Linked DNA regions of Zea mays: region 2 is linked to region 1. A link is a contact called in public Hi-C data. All regions are on one chromosome and are shown on one strand. The core of a region is the stretch at or near the end of the contact, and the rest is flanking DNA. Distances in the headings are between cores, read along the strand shown. Region 1 holds the start of LOC100275620. Region 2 holds the start of LOC103650588.

The links. A called contact is a pair of places that touch in the nucleus more often than the background predicts.
Region 2: a Hi-C map of endosperm shows a contact between it and region 1, with 2.5 times the contacts expected there. The contact joins the promoter of LOC103650588 here to the promoter of LOC100275620 in region 1. A contact is called at or near these places in 4 of 25 Hi-C or Micro-C datasets (ear, endosperm, leaf and 1 more).

What each region holds. Positions count from the first base shown.
Region 1 is chr3:135,079,333-135,082,327 of Zm-B73-REFERENCE-NAM-5.0, forward strand. It overlaps LOC100275620, which reads left to right and starts at 1,361. Exons shown (of 4, transcript NM_001175133.1): 1 at 1,361-1,703; 2 at 2,413-2,995. The coding sequence starts at 1,456.
Region 2 is chr3:135,311,612-135,314,915 of Zm-B73-REFERENCE-NAM-5.0, forward strand. LOC103650588 reads left to right here and starts at 1,984. Exons shown (of 12, transcript XM_008676156.4): 1 at 1,984-2,231; 2 at 2,349-2,658. The coding sequence starts at 2,071.

The DNA of each region.
Region 1 (2,995 bases), core at 111-2,610:
AACTTTTTATAGTTATGTTAATGGATCGTCCCCCTTTAGCTAATGAGGTGGTACTATCCAGAGCGTTGTGATGTGTGCGACTTCGTATCGCGTGGGTTTAGGTGTTTTCTTATGGTCCATTCAGGAGGTAACGACTCATGTCACTTGACGACACACGACGATGGTGGAACCATTATAAGAGCAGAGATGTTTAGATCACAGTTAGATTAGAAAGAAATACAATGATTTTTTGTAAAAGAGACGACGATGGAACCAGGAAAACTAATGCTTTATAGAATTGGCAATTCATGTAAAATATTGAGAAATTTGGAGGGACTATGATTATCCCTAATCATCCAATGACACCTAGAAAGCAACCGTCTCTTCTAAAATCACATGTTACATATGGCAATGCGAAAATAAAGTTAAATTCGATTTAATTGATAACTATATATATACGTGCACACATATATATGTATACAAACACGCACACACATATATGTATCCACACAAATGACTGAAGCTATAACAATTAAAGAATGACTAAAAATATATCAGGCCAAAAAAATATATTTGTCTTTTTGTTTTCACGTAAAAGTTGAATTTTAAATTCATATTTTTTAAGGTGATCGATAACATCATAACTTATGTTAGAAAAGCACGTTAATAAGTTTTCATTATTATTTTATATTTAGTTTTGTATCATTAAATTTATTATCATATCTGTTCCCTAACATATCAAAAAATAATTATAATTTTTTTAGACTAAATTATGCTATTAACTACTTAGGAACAAAAAATAAAGGGAAATTTGGATCCATACCATTAAAAGATCACCACTTTGGATCCATACCATTACTATCTCACTTACATGTGGGTCCACATGAGTGAATGACATGTGGGGTCCATGGTATATATCTAAAGTTTGGATCTTTTAATGGTATAGATCCAATTGTTCCAAAAATTAAACTAAAAACTCCGTTTGTACGTAAAGAAATAAAAAAACTTGTTAACAGGTAAATTGAACCAACTAAAAAATGGAGGGATAAAATAAACTACCAAGATATTATAGGGAGTTATGTGAACATTGTCGATAGACAATGAAAGTATTTTGTACCTTTTCTTAAAAAATATAGACCTCTAGAAAAACTAAAAAAAAACTAGCAGTAGAAAATATGTGCCGGAGAAAACCTAGGAGCAGGGGAGCCCAGCCAAAAGCACAAAGCCATTGGCGACTGCGATCGTCACTCGAAAGCGGCTCGCCGTGTGCCGTCCCCGGCGGCCCACTCCAAAGCCCCCCAATCTTGTCGCTTTTTGCGCGCCGTCGCCCATCTATCGTGTCCGCCATCCCAATCGCCTCCGGCAAAAACCCTCCGTTTCCGCCGCGTCCCCCTCGCTGTCCCGGCTCACCGGACACCGGTCGAGTGTTGGTGCTCGCTCTCGCGGCTCCCCTCTTTCCTGAGCCTGGAAGGGCCGATGCAGGCCGCGCCCGGGAGCGTCTCTTGGGCCGCCTCGCAGCCGTCCGTCCTCGGCCGGTGCGGCGGCGGTGCACCGTCCGCTTCACTCAAGTGGAGAGCTGGCGGCGTCGGAGGAGGGGAATGCAGGGTCCGGGGCCGGGACGTCGTCGTGCCGCGCTCCTGCGCGCGCGCGCAGGAGAAGCGCCTGCCGCGGGTGCGGAAATCCAAGGAGGAGAGGAGGGAGATGGTGGAGTCCTTCATCAAAAGGTACCTTCTTTGTCCAGCTGCCCATCTTTCCGCTCTCTCGTGGATGCACATCTTGCGTTGGAATCATTTGCGCGCCTGCAGCGTATGGTCTGATCGATGCTGAAATGTATAGGGTGTTTGGTCTGACGAATGAACACAACTCACTTTTTTTTTTGTTTGGTTCGTGGAGTGGAATAAGTTGATCCATTACCATCTTTAGTTAGTAATAAAATAATATGGAGGAATACGAGAAATGAAGTCATCCCACCAAATTTGAGGAATAAACTAATGACACACCATCTCATTTTAGGAATAGACTCACGATGCACCATCTCATTTTGGATGGAGTGCCAAACATCCCCTAATGAACCAACCGGTGTTTCCTAGTGGTAGTTGGTAAAAGACACGATCCCAAGCCAGACTTTAGTTTCCGTACTGCCTCAAGCCGTCTGTACCCTAAAATCAAAAATGTTGATTTGGTTTTATTCTAGCTATATGCGAGTCACTCATTTGTGTTAATCTAATTTGAAATCTGTGTGCCGTTACTTGTGCTTATAATAATTCTGACATTTATCCAAAATTTGGCCCGGCATGCAGAGCAGCTGTATTTAATTTGAGATGGTTCATGATTTTTGTTTGGTTATTGTTTGTCTGCTGAATGAATATTCTGCAGGCAAAAAAGACGATTAAAATTGCTAATCCAGTTCACAATGTTTTTGCTCTGTTTCAGCTACCGAGTTTCAAATGAAGGAAAATTCCCATCAATTAATCTGACACATAAGGAAGTTGGAGGATCATATTATATAGTTCGTGAAATCATGAGGGATATCATCCAAGAGAATAGAGTCCTTGGTCCTGGTGGATTGGATGCTATGACACTTAGTTTTGAAGATTGCGCTGATTCTTCAAAGTCATCCATGAAGCTTGAACTGGGTCAAGACAGTATAGAGATCTTAGATATGTCTGGTAGTGAAGTCAGTAAGAGTCATGTACCTGAAATATCCAGCACTGATGAATCGTTTCCATTGCAAGGTAATGCCATCAGCAATCATAGACTGCTGGGTTCATCTAATATCTTAGAGGTTGGTGTTCTGAATAGTGTGGTCCAAAATGGAAGTGTGGCAGATGCAATATTCATGGAAACAAACCTTGCGAAACAAGATGAAGTTCCATCTAGAGGGTCCATTGAGTTTGACTTGAATACTTCTGAAGAGCAAGCTCGCTTATTTGCTCAGGTCTCTGATTCAGATGAAGAAGTAACACTAAACAATCAGGCGGATGCACAGGACGGGACGACCAATAGTGGCACTGAT
Region 2 (3,304 bases), core at 734-3,233, 230 kb after region 1:
CAGGATCCGGATAGTATAGTTCAGATATCGGATACAAATTTGAGATGGTTGATATCCGTCGGATTTCGGATATCTAGATTTCTTTTCCGATATATCTTCCCGGATATCCTGATATCTTTTCGGATATCCGGATAGCTGTGTGCATTTTGATGATTTTCAGAAGAAAAAATTAATAATACGCAAATAGACTAAAAAATCATAAAATTTTATGTAGGCTTAACATATGTCCATATATAATTCTAAAAAATGTTTGGATCATAAAATCTACAAGATGCCATCATTTTTTCTATTTCATTTCAACTTATTGTGTAAGTTACACATAAAATCACTCCAAGTGTCCAAGTTTCAACGTAATCAATACTCCACTTTATCATTTTCATGTAGGGACTTGAGGTTATCTTATTATAGAATGTTTATTACTCTTAGTAATTTGTTTGCATTTTTTGGCTGACACTAAAATACTTACTGAATTTAATTGTTTTTGATGCTTTTCTGCAGGAATAAATTAACAATACACAAATAGCCTTATAAATTCATGAAAATTTACAGAGACGTAACATATGTCCACATGTAATCCTAAAAAATGTTTGGACCATAAAATCCACAATATGCCATCATTTCTTCTATTTCACTTTCACTTGTTGCATAAGTTACATATGAAATCACTAAGTATCCAAGTTTTAACATAATCAATACTTGACTTTATCATTTTCATATGGGGACTTGAGGTCATCTTGTTATAGAAAGTTTATTACACTTGGTAACTTATTTGCATTTTTTGTCTAATCTAGAATATTTTATGAATTTAATTGTATTTTAATGATTTTTTGCAAAATTAAATTGATAATACACAAATAGCCTCAGAAATTCATGAAATTTTACAGAGGCACAACATATGTCCATATATAATCCTAAAAAATGTTTAGACCACAAAATCTATAAGACGCCAACGTTTCTTCTATTTCACTTCCACTTGTTATGTGAGTTACACATGAAATCACTTTATGTATCCAAGTTTCAACATAAACAATACTTCATTTTATCATTTTCATGTGGTGTATTGAGGTTATCGTCTTATAGAATATTTATTAGTTTTGATATCTTATTTGTAATTTTCAGTCGACATTAGAATAATTTTATGAATTTAATTGCATTTTGATGATTTTTTAAAGAAAGAAAATTAATAACACACAAATAGCCTTATAAATTCATGAAGTTTTATAGGAGGCACAATATGTGTCCAAATATAATCCTAAAAATATTGGACCATAAAATTCACAAGATGCCAGCAGTTCTTCCATTTCTCTTTCACTTGTTGCATAAGTTACACGTGAAATCACTATAAGTATCAAGTTTAATATAACCAATACTTCATTTTATCATTTTTATGTGGGGACTTGTGGTTATCTTCTTATAGAATGTTTATTAGCCTTGCTAACTCATTTGTAATTTTTGGTCGACACTAGAATATTTTATGAATTTAATTGTATTTTGATGATCTTCTGCAGAAAGAAATTAATAGTACACAAATAGCCTCAGAAATTTATGAAATTTTATAAAATCACAACATATGTTCACATATATTTCTTAAAAATTTTGGACTCAAAGGAGTAGCTAAATAATTACAAGAACCATGGTATATGTGAAATGGGTGTCTTACACGGTATCCGACAAAAAAAATCGTTACTGACGCTATCCATGACCAGCTAGTTTCGTATTCAATACACGACTATCCGTATTTGCATCCAAAAATATTTGTATTCGAATCCGAAAAAATATGATTTTAGTGATATCCAACCGTATCCGATCTGATTATATCTTTATGGTTCCCCACTCCTAGTGGGTCGGGTCGGATCCCCGCGGGCCTGCCCCACCAATTTTTTTTTTGCCACCCTTACCCATCCAGAGACCTTGTTCAGAAAACCCTACTCGTGCAGGGACCTATCCTCAAAACCACACCGCTTACCCTCCTCGTCTTGGTGCTCCTTCACCTCTCCCCTCCCCGCCGCTCGCGCCTCCGAAGTCCGAACCCAATTCCAAACGCAAATTACACCAAACCATCCCCGAATCATGTCAAAATTTCCCCAATACGCGTCCAAACCCCACCCGACCACCCTCCCCCAAATTCGTTTCGAATCAGATTACCGACGCGACCACCCATCTGGGCTCTGGCCGCCTCGCCCCCCGTCGCTCCCTTCCATGGCGTTTCACGTCGCGTGCCCCATCACTTGGTAATCTCCCTCCCTCTGACCTCTCTGTCTCGTCACCCCCTCATCCTTCTCTATAACGCTCGCGCGCTCTGACGGGCGGGTGGCGCCACCTCCATCTCTCCCTCTGTTCCTCTGCAGCAGGAGGGTGTGCGACTGCGAGCTAGGGTTCGGCGCCGCAGCGGCGAGGAAGGGAGGAGGGGGTGGTGCTGCGGCGGCGGTATGGGCGGGCACGGCGGCGGTGCTCGAGGGGTTCCTCGTGGATCCGTGGCTGCTGCGGCCGGCTGGGGCCGTGGACGAGGATGCGGCGACGGTGCAGGTGGAAGTGCCGCCCCTGGAGCCGGACCCTGAGGATGGGGAGGACGAGGCGCGCCGGGCGGCAGCGCAGCGCGGCGCCGCCGCGGCAGAGGACCTCGCCAGGCGCTTCGAGAGCGGTGCCTACGGATCGCCGGTCAGCGGATCTCTCTCCCTTCCGTCGCTGTTTTGCCGTGTGTCCTGGCTAGTGTGCTTGCTGCCTTGTGTTCGTGGGAAAATTTCAAGTGGGTTCTGTGCCTAGCGTGGCTTATCTTCGTGCTGGATTGTGGGATGCTTGTGGTCTTTTGCTATGAGTTGCATGGAATTCTTGGCTGGGACAAAGGAATCTGATTTATGCATGTTGTAGAAGTTTGCATTCTTTTGTGTTGAGGTTTATAGGATTGCAGTCGACGAAAGACTGTTCCTCTTGGGAATTGTGGGGCAGCCTAGTGCTGGGATTGTATTACTGTGGTTAATTAGCACCATCATTCGGTACTGGCACGCACAACCTAGTCACTGAGCATCAGTGGGCACACGCAGCCATGACATTGCTAATGTTTTGCGGGTGGCAGTATTGGCGCTGGCTTTTCCACCAGTGATGTTTTTTTCCCGTGGGTTGCTCATGAGGTGCTGCAACTGTAATAAGTACGGACTCATATCCAAAATTGTAGGTCATTTTGGCTTTTCTAGGTACATAGCTTTTGCTATCCACCTATATATCTCTAACTGTATAGTCTGTATATCTAGAACAGCCAAAGCGAGCTATATAATTTAGAGCAGATGGAGTAGTATTTTAGGTTTTT